Regions from separate parts of the Mus musculus genome. Here all the other regions are linked to region 3. A link is a contact called in public HiChIP or PLAC-seq data. All regions are on one chromosome and are shown on one strand. The core of a region is the stretch at or near the end of the contact, and the rest is flanking DNA. Distances in the headings are between cores, read along the strand shown.

Region 1 (2,803 bases), core at 268-2,767, 890 kb after region 3:
TAGGCCTATGGCCTCCTATGAGGCAAGACTCTGGGGCAAACCAGGAAGGGGGAGCTGTCCAGCGGGAAGGTGCAGGCCTCCCAGGACAGTTGTGAAGAGAGATAGAAAAGAAAACGGCCGCAGCACGGGACACGGTGCGGGACGTCCAAGAAGGATCCTACCACCGAAGTGAGGCCGCCGACCAGGGCTACACCACGCCCGCAGCCCAGAGAGGCCCCTGCTCTAGGAACACAACAGGAAATCCCGCCCCCGGTGGGGATCGGGACCGGAAGTCCCGCCCGGGGCGCCCCCTCACCCACCCGCGACCCCCAGCACACACAGCCGTATGGACATGGTTCACCGCCAGCGTGAGGGTTCCAGCCCGTCGGCACCCCCGCAGTGAAGCTCGTCTACACTTCGTCGCGAGTCAGACACATGGGGTTGAGCGTGAGCTCTTTCAGCAGTCGGCCAGGAGTCGCAGGACGATCACTGCCCCCCTGACCTATGCAGTCCATACCCTTCCCACGGGGGCTCGCCCTCCCACTGCCCCTCAACCTCAGGAAGGCCAGACCCTCCCCAAACCCCAGCTCACAACGCCGCCTCCACTCACGTGCCCGTAGCCAGCATGGCCGGCCAGGCGCCGTCGCCGCCCTCAAAAGGCATGGCGGCTTCTTGCGTCATTTCCGTGTGGCTGCCCCTCCTCCATTGTGTACACTCCCCCTCCCTTATCCTGCATGCCTCAAATCAAAATAGCAACTAGAAGCTCCGTCGGCAAGCCGTGGGCAAGAGCGACAGCAAGGGTGCCCACGGATGGAAAATACGGCAAAAGACTTTTGCTACTGTTTCGAATTGCCCGCAACAACTATGACCGCATGCCCATGCTCACACAAGCGTAGGCAAGCGGCATGACTGCATGCCCATGCTCACACGCAAGCGGCATGACGTCCCTCGTTCGTATTCAACGTCTGCTCCCGTCCCGACGTGGCAGTTAGTATGGCTTCATATGCCTATAAAGCATATGGACACTTCCTTCCGTCCACACTAGACCCCCTCCTCTAGGCCCTCGCTCGTTCCCTTTAACACAAAGCTGGCAAAGATTCAATATGGCAGCGTTTCTTGCTTCGGTTTGCCCAGTTTCAAGATGGTGGTGCAGTCCTCTTTCCACGGTGACTCAGAAATTTGGGGCAGCTTCGTTTCCAGGAGCACTGACGGCTTCACCCTTTATCCCGAGCCCCTCAGCGCCTCTGGTGCCATACCGCTTCTCTCACCTTTTCCTCTCTCCGTTTCGCTTTTCCAGCACCCCGCCGTCGTGCCCCGCAAAGAGATGGTAGTGCCCCGCATTAACATGGCTTCCACCAAGCCGCTCTGGTTTGTCCTCGAGAAAAACGGCACAGTATTGGCTTCGATGCCAGTATAAAATATGGAGAGGGCCAAGGAGGCGTTCCCGAGCGATCACGAGTTGGGCTGCGAGCATGGGTCCTCCTACTTGTTTACTTCGTGGCGAGAGTGGCGCAGTGCGCCTGCGCCGTCCCGCTGACCCTTGCCAACTTTGCGTTCTACACCTCGTGACCTATGTCTTCGAGTTTCTACTACCCTGTTCAAACAGATGGTCTCACCCACTGCAGCCTTAACAACCTCGGGGACGCTACCACTATCTAGCCTGGAAGGGAGCGTTATTTTTCCGGATATGACACCAAGTTGACCCGGAAAAGGAGGAGATAGGGGCAGTGGAACCTCCGCGGCGGCAATGGAAGGATCCAGCTACAGGGTAAGACTTTGGAAATCATTCCCTCGCTCATCTACAGGAGACGCCCCCCACTGATGGTCCGCTTCCACCTTCTGCTGTGCAGGGATTAGGCCGAGTCAACTTAGCAAGCACCAGCTTCTAGTTACGATGCTGTTGTCACTCTCCGCAGTCCTTAGGGAGAGCCTCCCTTAGCCCCGCCCCCTGGAAAACGCACGCCCATCTGGGGTGCGAGGCGGGACTGTAGACTCGCCACGCCCCATCTCCGCTTGTCAGTCAGGGGCTCTAGACCCCGCCCCTGGGGAAAACGCCTCCCTTAGACCCTTGGCTTTCACTAGGTGGTGTTTGAAAAGGGAGGCGTGTACCTGCACACCAGCGCCCGGAAACACCAGGATCCAGACTCGCTCATCGCCGGCGTCATACGAGTGGTGGAAAAGGTGGGCCGGGATGGAGGTGACATGTGTGGGAACTTCGAATTGAGGGATGAGGGGCATTCGGGTGACTCTACTAAGTCCTCCCCATGTCCCTCAGGACAGCGACGTCTTTCTGCACTGGGCTCCGGTGGAGGAGGCTGGAGACCCAACCCAGATTCTCTTCAAGAAGGTAGGCGACTCGCTCCTCTTCCCCACTCTAGTGGAAGGCAGGGAGTACTCGGGAACCTGTGAGCCTGTTTGCTTTCTGAAATGACCTAATGCCATATCCTTTTGGCTCCTTAGGGGACCCTGCTGGGTTCAGACTTCTCAAGGGGTGTGGCCTAGTTTTGGTCTGAGGCAGCTTTCTTTCCTCTCTGTTTGCTTTACGTTTATTTATTACATTTATTTATTGTGTGTGTGCATTCACATGCCACGGTGTGGGTGTGTGGAGGTCAGAGGATAACCTGTGGTAGCAGGTTCTCTCCTTCCACCGAGTGGGCTCCAGGGTTGAACCCAGGTTGCCGGTTTTGGCAGCAAGTCCAGAACCCTCTCACTAAGCGCAAAGATTTAGATTGTGTGGGGTGTGGAGGGGGTGTGAATGTGTGAGCATGTGTGTGCACTACCTGTGAGTGCATGCAGAAGACAGCACTGCAGACACATGCTGGAG
Region 2 (2,978 bases), core at 478-2,977, 620 kb after region 3:
GGTGAGGACGGACACTGAGATCCAGGATTAGGGGGGCGCAGGTGAGAAGCAACCGCTCTGACATGTGTCTTTTCACACCACAGAGGTTACGGAAACAGGCAGAAAAGAATGTGGAGAAGAAAATCTGCAAGTTCACAGAGGTCCTCAAGACCAACGGACTCCTGGTGTGAACCCAATAAAGACTGTTTGCCTCATGCCTGCCTGGCCTGCCCTTCCTCCGCCGCCAACTAGGGAAGTGGGGACCAAAGGTTCCTTAGGCACTGCTCCTGTGGGTAGAGGGGACATTAGAGAGCTGACAGCGCACCACCTGCATGAGTTTTTATTAAAGTGCAAACCATGGGATGAATCAGTTGAGCTTCAGTGTTGAAAATGAGTAGCAGGGCTGCCCCACCCACCTGACCAAGTACCCTATTCTGCAGCTATGAAAATGAGATCTGCACATGAGCTGGGGTTCACAAGTGCACACTTGGAGCACTGCCTTGCTCCTTCCCAGCAGACCACAAAGCAGTATTTTTCTGGAGGATTTTATGTGCTAATAAATTATTTGACTTAAGTGTGTACGATGTGTGCTGTGCAGAGAGGGGCAGAGGGCACCAGCAGGTCATCTGCATGGGGGGCCCCTTTGGGTGAATCCTTGCTCACGGGATAGGCTTTGTTGCTCAAAAGTTGCAGATATACATCTTGGGTCCTGTCCTAGATGGTGTTACTGTAAGTCAGCACCAAGATACAAGAGCTGGTACCTGGACTGTAGGAGGTCAGGCCATGACACAAAGGCTGGGACTAAAGGCATTTACCACGCCTGAGTCTTCTGGTTCTTTAAACATCAAATCCTTCCGGGGGCTGGCGAGATGGCTCAGTGGTTAAGAGCACAGACTGCTCTTACGAAGGATCCGAGTTCAAATCCCAGCAACCAAATGGTGCCTAACAACTATCCATAATGAAATCTGATGCCCTCTTCTGGAGTATCTGAGAACAGCTACAGTGTACTTACATATAATCTTAAAAATGCTTCCCATGTTAACCACCACTAGAGTTTTTATTACAGCTAGCTGACCTGGAAGCCAAGTCCTTATGCCTCCGTGAGTGCTGGGGTTAAAAAGATCCAGCACCACTCAAAATGTCAATCTATTTTGAAAATATGCTTTATACTGTTCTAGCCCATCTGTGCAGGGCTAGAACGGTGAATACGAGAAACTGACACAAGCTTTTGCCACCTGGCTAAATGGTTCCTCTATTACCTGGGGTGGTCACCTAAGGTTAGACACTCATCCACGAGTAGTCAGGACATAAACCCATCAAAGTGTGGGTAGACGCGCAGCCTGAGATACTGTCAACAAAGGACATGCGACCTTGGTGACGTCGGCCTTTAATAAAAGGAAGAAAGGTTGACTATTCGGTCGACGCTGGCTGCTCCTGACATCGTATGGCAGATACTCTGCTGTAAAGCGGTTCACCCCTTTCTTGAGACCCGCTCTGCACGGCCGCTTCTCTCTGGAAACTGAATCCCAGCACGTGTTTCCCAACCCGTACGGCACGCCTTCTCCGCCCTAAGCCTCGCCGTACCACATGATGCACGTTTCCTCCACATCGTGCTCCTGAAATCTCGCGAGATGATAGGATCTTCCCGCCCCTTAGTCCTCCCCCGTCATGGCGGCGTACGGACAGTCCCAGGAACGCGGGCTCTCGCCGGAAGTACCTCCCACCTCCGTGAGGATAACCCCGCGTCACTTCCGCCCCGACCTCGCGTGGTGAATAAGGAAGCCGGGAGCGGCCCTGCCTCTCCCTTTCTCCGGCGGCCGGGAAGATGGCGGACATTCAGGTTCGAGCGTTTAGTTGCTTTCCCCCGACGCTTCGGTGTGGAGCGTATCCCTTGGCGTCCTCGTTGTCTTACGCATTAGCTGAAGCGAGGATGCCTGCGAATGCCTTCGTCTCAGGCGGCTCGGAAATCCGGGCTCTACGCAGTAATGGGGTCCCTGGCGCTTCGGGAGTTGGTTCTTAAAGCTCAGAGCTTAACGGGTGAGGGATTGTGGCGGGAGGAGGGCATCCTGCGGCGCGGGAGTCCTGCGGCGGCAGAGCCGGGGACACTGGGTAAAGCAGGTTTTTTCCCCTTGATGGAGACTGAGGCCCGGACCTCGTGCGCTCTACGGCAGGGCTGCGGTCCCGACCTCGCTGTAGTTTTCAGTGTGAGCGCAGCTCTGGCCTCGATGAGCTTAGGCTTGTCTTAAACTTGCCATCCTGCCTCAACCTCAACCGGGATGACAGATCCGGCCCACCAGGCTCGGCTACGTGGACATAAGCTTGAATCCCGAATGAGTGGATTTGTATGTTTTGGAGGTCCAGTCTGGCTGAAAAGCTCTTTTTGATCTCAGCCGTGAGTTCTGCAGGCTGTGGAGGTGTTAGATGGGACGCAGTGTGTGAGCTAAACTAGACTTGGGGTGGTTGGAGAGCCCTGACCAGCCGGTTTTGGCGATTGGGGCAAATAAGGTTGAAGGTAGGAAGGAAGAAATATTGTCTCTGATTTCCTTGAACTTTACCTGCAACCTCACCAAATTCTCATCCCTACAGACGGAGCGTGCTTACCAAAAGCAGCCTACGATCTTTCAAAACAAGAAGCGGGTTCTGCTGGGAGAAACCGGCAAGGAAAAACTCCCTCGGTACTACAAGAATATCGGTCTAGGCTTCAAGACGCCTAAAGAGGTACAGGACCCTCCAGCAGATGAGATCCCTGCTGCCCTGCACGTGTGGGAGCACAGCCACCCCGCCCCCTTCACAGTGGCTTCCCATGGGCCCCTGGGAATTGTAGTATGGGCCCTGAGGCGTCATCCTTGGTTCTGTTTAGGAAGTGGTAATCTAAACCCCACTTTCTTAACTTTGCAGGCTATTGAGGGTACCTACATAGACAAGAAATGCCCCTTCACTGGTAACGTCTCCATCCGAGGTCGGATCCTGTCTGGTGAGTGGGATGTTGGAAGGGTGGT
Region 3 (2,884 bases), core at 156-2,655:
TTTCTCAATTAGTGATCAAGGGGGGGGGGGCTGTGGGTGGTGCCATCTCTGGGCTGGTAGTCTTGGATTCTATAAGAAAGCAAGCTAAGCAAGCCAGGGGAAGCAAGCCAGTAAGTAATATCCCTCCATGGCCTCTGCATCAGCTCCTGCTCCCTGACCTGCTTGAGTTCCAGTCCTGACTTCCTTTAGTGATGAACAGCAATGTAGAAGTGTAAGCTGGAATGGGGATTCTAGGTAGGGGCTCTACCACTACAAACTTTCTTCTTTCTTTCTTTCTTTCTTCTTTTTTTTTTTTTTCGTTTTTCAAGACAGGGTTTCTCAGCCGGGCGTGGTGGCGCACGCCTTTAATCCCAGCACTCGGGAAGCAGAGGCAAGCAGATTTCTGAGTTCGAGGCCAGCCTGGTCTACAGAGTGAGTTCCAGGACAGCCAGGGCTACACAGAGAAACCCTGTCTTTTTTTTTTTTTTTTTCCGAGATAGGGTTTCTCTGTGTAGCCCTGGCTGTCCTGGAACTCACTCTGTAGACCAGGCTGGCCTTAAACTCAGCGATCTCCCTGACTCTGCCTGGGACTTAAAGTGTGCGCCACCACACCCCAGTGTCTTTTCCTTTTTGAGTCCAAATCTCCCTGTACTTTTGGAGTTGGCCTTTAGTTCTCTGTCCTCCTGTCTCAGCCTTTGGGAATGACCAGCGTGATGTGATCCACTGGTCTCACTCACAGAGGTCCCACCAGTCAGAGGAACGAAGCAGATGCGGCATCCAGAAGCCAGGCTGTTCTTAGGAACTTTTAGTGGGTGCGTTTCTTCAAAACAAAGCAATATGCTGTGGTTTCCTTTTCCCTCAAAACATGAAACCAAGGGTTGTAGCGTGGTGGTCGAGTGATAGCCTAATGTGTCAGCATCAAGGCTCAAGCTCCATCAGTACAAAAAAATCAGTAGATAAAATATGTGTCCCACATGAGCCTGGTGGCCCAAATCTGTCATCCTAGCTACTTAGGAGGCTGACACACAAGAATCAAAAGTTCAAGACCAGCCAGAACAGCTTAGTGAGACTCTGTCTCCAACAAATTAATAGAGGGCTGTGGGCGGGGCTCACAGTGCGGGGGGGGGGGGGATGGGGCGGGGCTCCGTAGTGGACCACTTCTTGCACCATTCTGAAAGGTCTAGGTTCAGTCTTCTCTTTGGAAACTCGGTTTCGTGGCTGCGTAAATGCGTCATGGCTTTGGGACAAACAGCTAGATCGTTTTAGCTTCTCGGTGAGTCATCGTGGGTTCTCACATGGGCTCTGCAGCGTGCAGCGTTGGCGGGGGCACCTGCCACCTTTGGCTTGGGTTCCTCGTTCGGAAAATGGCCTGATGACGTGGTGTCGCCCTCCAGGGTTGGGATGTGGAATAGACATAAGGAGAACACTTAGCTCCACTTTGCAGACATGAAGTACCCTTCCTCCTACCAGAAGCGTAGCTTTGGGCGAGTCACTCCCACCCTCCACGCTCAGCTTTCTACACCCATAGTGTGGGGGCGACAGTATGACATCACGGGACTGCTGTGGTGGAGTTGAAGTGGATCTACTCCTCAGGTGGACACACGGGGCTCAGAGAAAGGACACTCCTCACTGGCGTGTGAATGGAGGGCCCTGCGACTCTTGCCCACCTCCTTGGTCTTCTTTACACGTGCCCTTCCCCTCTTTCAGCTGGAATTTTGGAGGTGAATACTTCAGATACAAAGGTATCCCTTTTCCTGTCGGCATGTACTCACCGGAGAGCCTCAGTCTGGCTGAGAACACTAGCAACGTGCGGGACGACGACATCTTCATTGTCACCTACCCCAAATCAGGTACCGGTAGTGCTAGTCTGGGCTGGGGAGGAAGGGAGGAGAGAAGGGAGGAGGAAGGGGAGGAGCCTGCTTTGCAGAACCCGGCAGCTTGTCCTCTGCTAACAGTACCTTCCTTTGCACTGCGCACTAAGTCCCTGCTCCAGGGAGACTCTGAAGGCCTAGCTAATGTCCCCTCCCCTCTAGGGCTGCCACAGTGTCCCCAATCCTTCCCTGTCTCCCAAGCCTTCACAGCACTGAGTGCCACCAGCCGCGCATGGTTTGCTGGGTAATTTGTTCATTTTTGTTGAGAAAGGTTTTCATGTAGCCCAGGCTGGCCTTGAACCTCAGCTGGTCCTGCTGTCTCAGTGTCTCGGGTTCTGGAATGGCAGGTGTGTGCTGCTGGGCACAGTGTCACTGGGTAAACCTCTGCTTATCCACTGGAAGGTTAATCTGGCTCTCTCTGAGCGCTCTGTCTGCCCTGGCTGTTGCTTGTTCTCGGAACCGCGCGTGTCTGTGGAGGAGGTTCCTCATTTCGTGTGAATTCGCATGCAGACTACTCCACAGTCTTCACAGAGAAGGAAAGCCACTGCGCATTCTGCTTCTCTCTTTGTCGCTGTAATAGACCACCTGACCAAAAGCAACCGAAGGAAGACAGGCCCTGTGTGGCTTACACTTCCAGGCCCCAGCCTTATCACAGAGAAGCAACGCAATCAGGAACAGAAGCAGAAATCACACAGGATCCTGCTGTGACTGCCTGGCTCCTTAGAGCTTGCTCAGCTAACTCTATAAACCCCAGGCCCCTGCCCAGGAGGGGCACTGCCCTGAGTGGGCTAGGACCTTCTCTATCAATTAGCTATCAAGAGTGTGCCCCCGGGCAGCATATGTCTTTAATCTCAGCACTAAGAGGGCAGGGGCAGGTGAGTTCGAGGCCAGCCAGGGCTACATGGGGAGACAAATAGTAAATAAACAAAAAACATATTTAAACAAATAAACAATGATAAAAGAAGACAATCTATCACAAACATGTCCTCAGACCAATGGAGTCAACCCCCCAGCTCAGCTGAGATCTGGGTAAT

The links. HiChIP or PLAC-seq counts read pairs in DNA pulled down with a chosen protein or histone mark.
Region 1: an H3K27ac HiChIP or PLAC-seq map of double positive thymocytes shows a contact between it and region 3, with 4 times the contacts expected there. The contact joins the promoter of Tbc1d17 here to the promoter of Sult2b1 in region 3. A contact is called at or near these places in 4 of 115 datasets of contacts at active chromatin or transcription factors (bone marrow-derived macrophages, double positive thymocytes, effector CD8 T cells and 1 more).
Region 2: a contact with region 3 is called in an H3K4me3 HiChIP or PLAC-seq map of bone marrow-derived macrophages, with 6 times the contacts expected there. The contact joins the promoter of Rps11 here to the promoter of Sult2b1 in region 3. A contact is called at or near these places in 4 of 39 promoter capture datasets (hippocampal neurons, liver and neutrophils) and 2 of 115 datasets of contacts at active chromatin or transcription factors (bone marrow-derived macrophages and thymic regulatory T cells).

What each region holds. Positions count from the first base shown.
Region 1 is chr7:44,847,793-44,850,595 of GRCm38.p6, reverse strand. Tbc1d17 (TBC1 domain family, member 17) reads left to right here and starts at 1,517. Exons shown (of 17, transcript NM_001042655.1): 1 at 1,517-1,747; 2 at 2,062-2,160; 3 at 2,255-2,326. The coding sequence starts at 1,727. Akt1s1 (AKT1 substrate 1 (proline-rich)) reads right to left here and starts at 1,372. Exons shown (of 5, transcript NM_026270.4): 1 at 1,248-1,372. It overlaps Mir707 (microRNA 707), which reads right to left and starts at 897; the gene lies at 825-897.
Region 2 is chr7:45,123,138-45,126,115 of GRCm38.p6, reverse strand. Rps11 (ribosomal protein S11) reads left to right here and starts at 1,727. Exons shown (of 5, transcript NM_013725.4): 1 at 1,727-1,819; 2 at 2,566-2,697; 3 at 2,878-2,953. The coding sequence starts at 1,805. It overlaps Rpl13a (ribosomal protein L13A), which reads left to right. Exons shown (of 8, transcript NM_009438.5): 7 at 1; 8 at 84-553. The coding sequence ends at 170.
Region 3 is chr7:45,740,999-45,743,882 of GRCm38.p6, reverse strand. It overlaps Sult2b1 (sulfotransferase family, cytosolic, 2B, member 1), which reads left to right and starts at 1,405. Exons shown (of 6, transcript NM_001360784.1): 1 at 1,405-1,829. The coding sequence starts at 1,523. It overlaps Gm31597 (a long non-coding RNA gene), which reads right to left and starts at 1,921. Exons shown (of 3, transcript XR_391433.4): 1 at 1,752-1,921.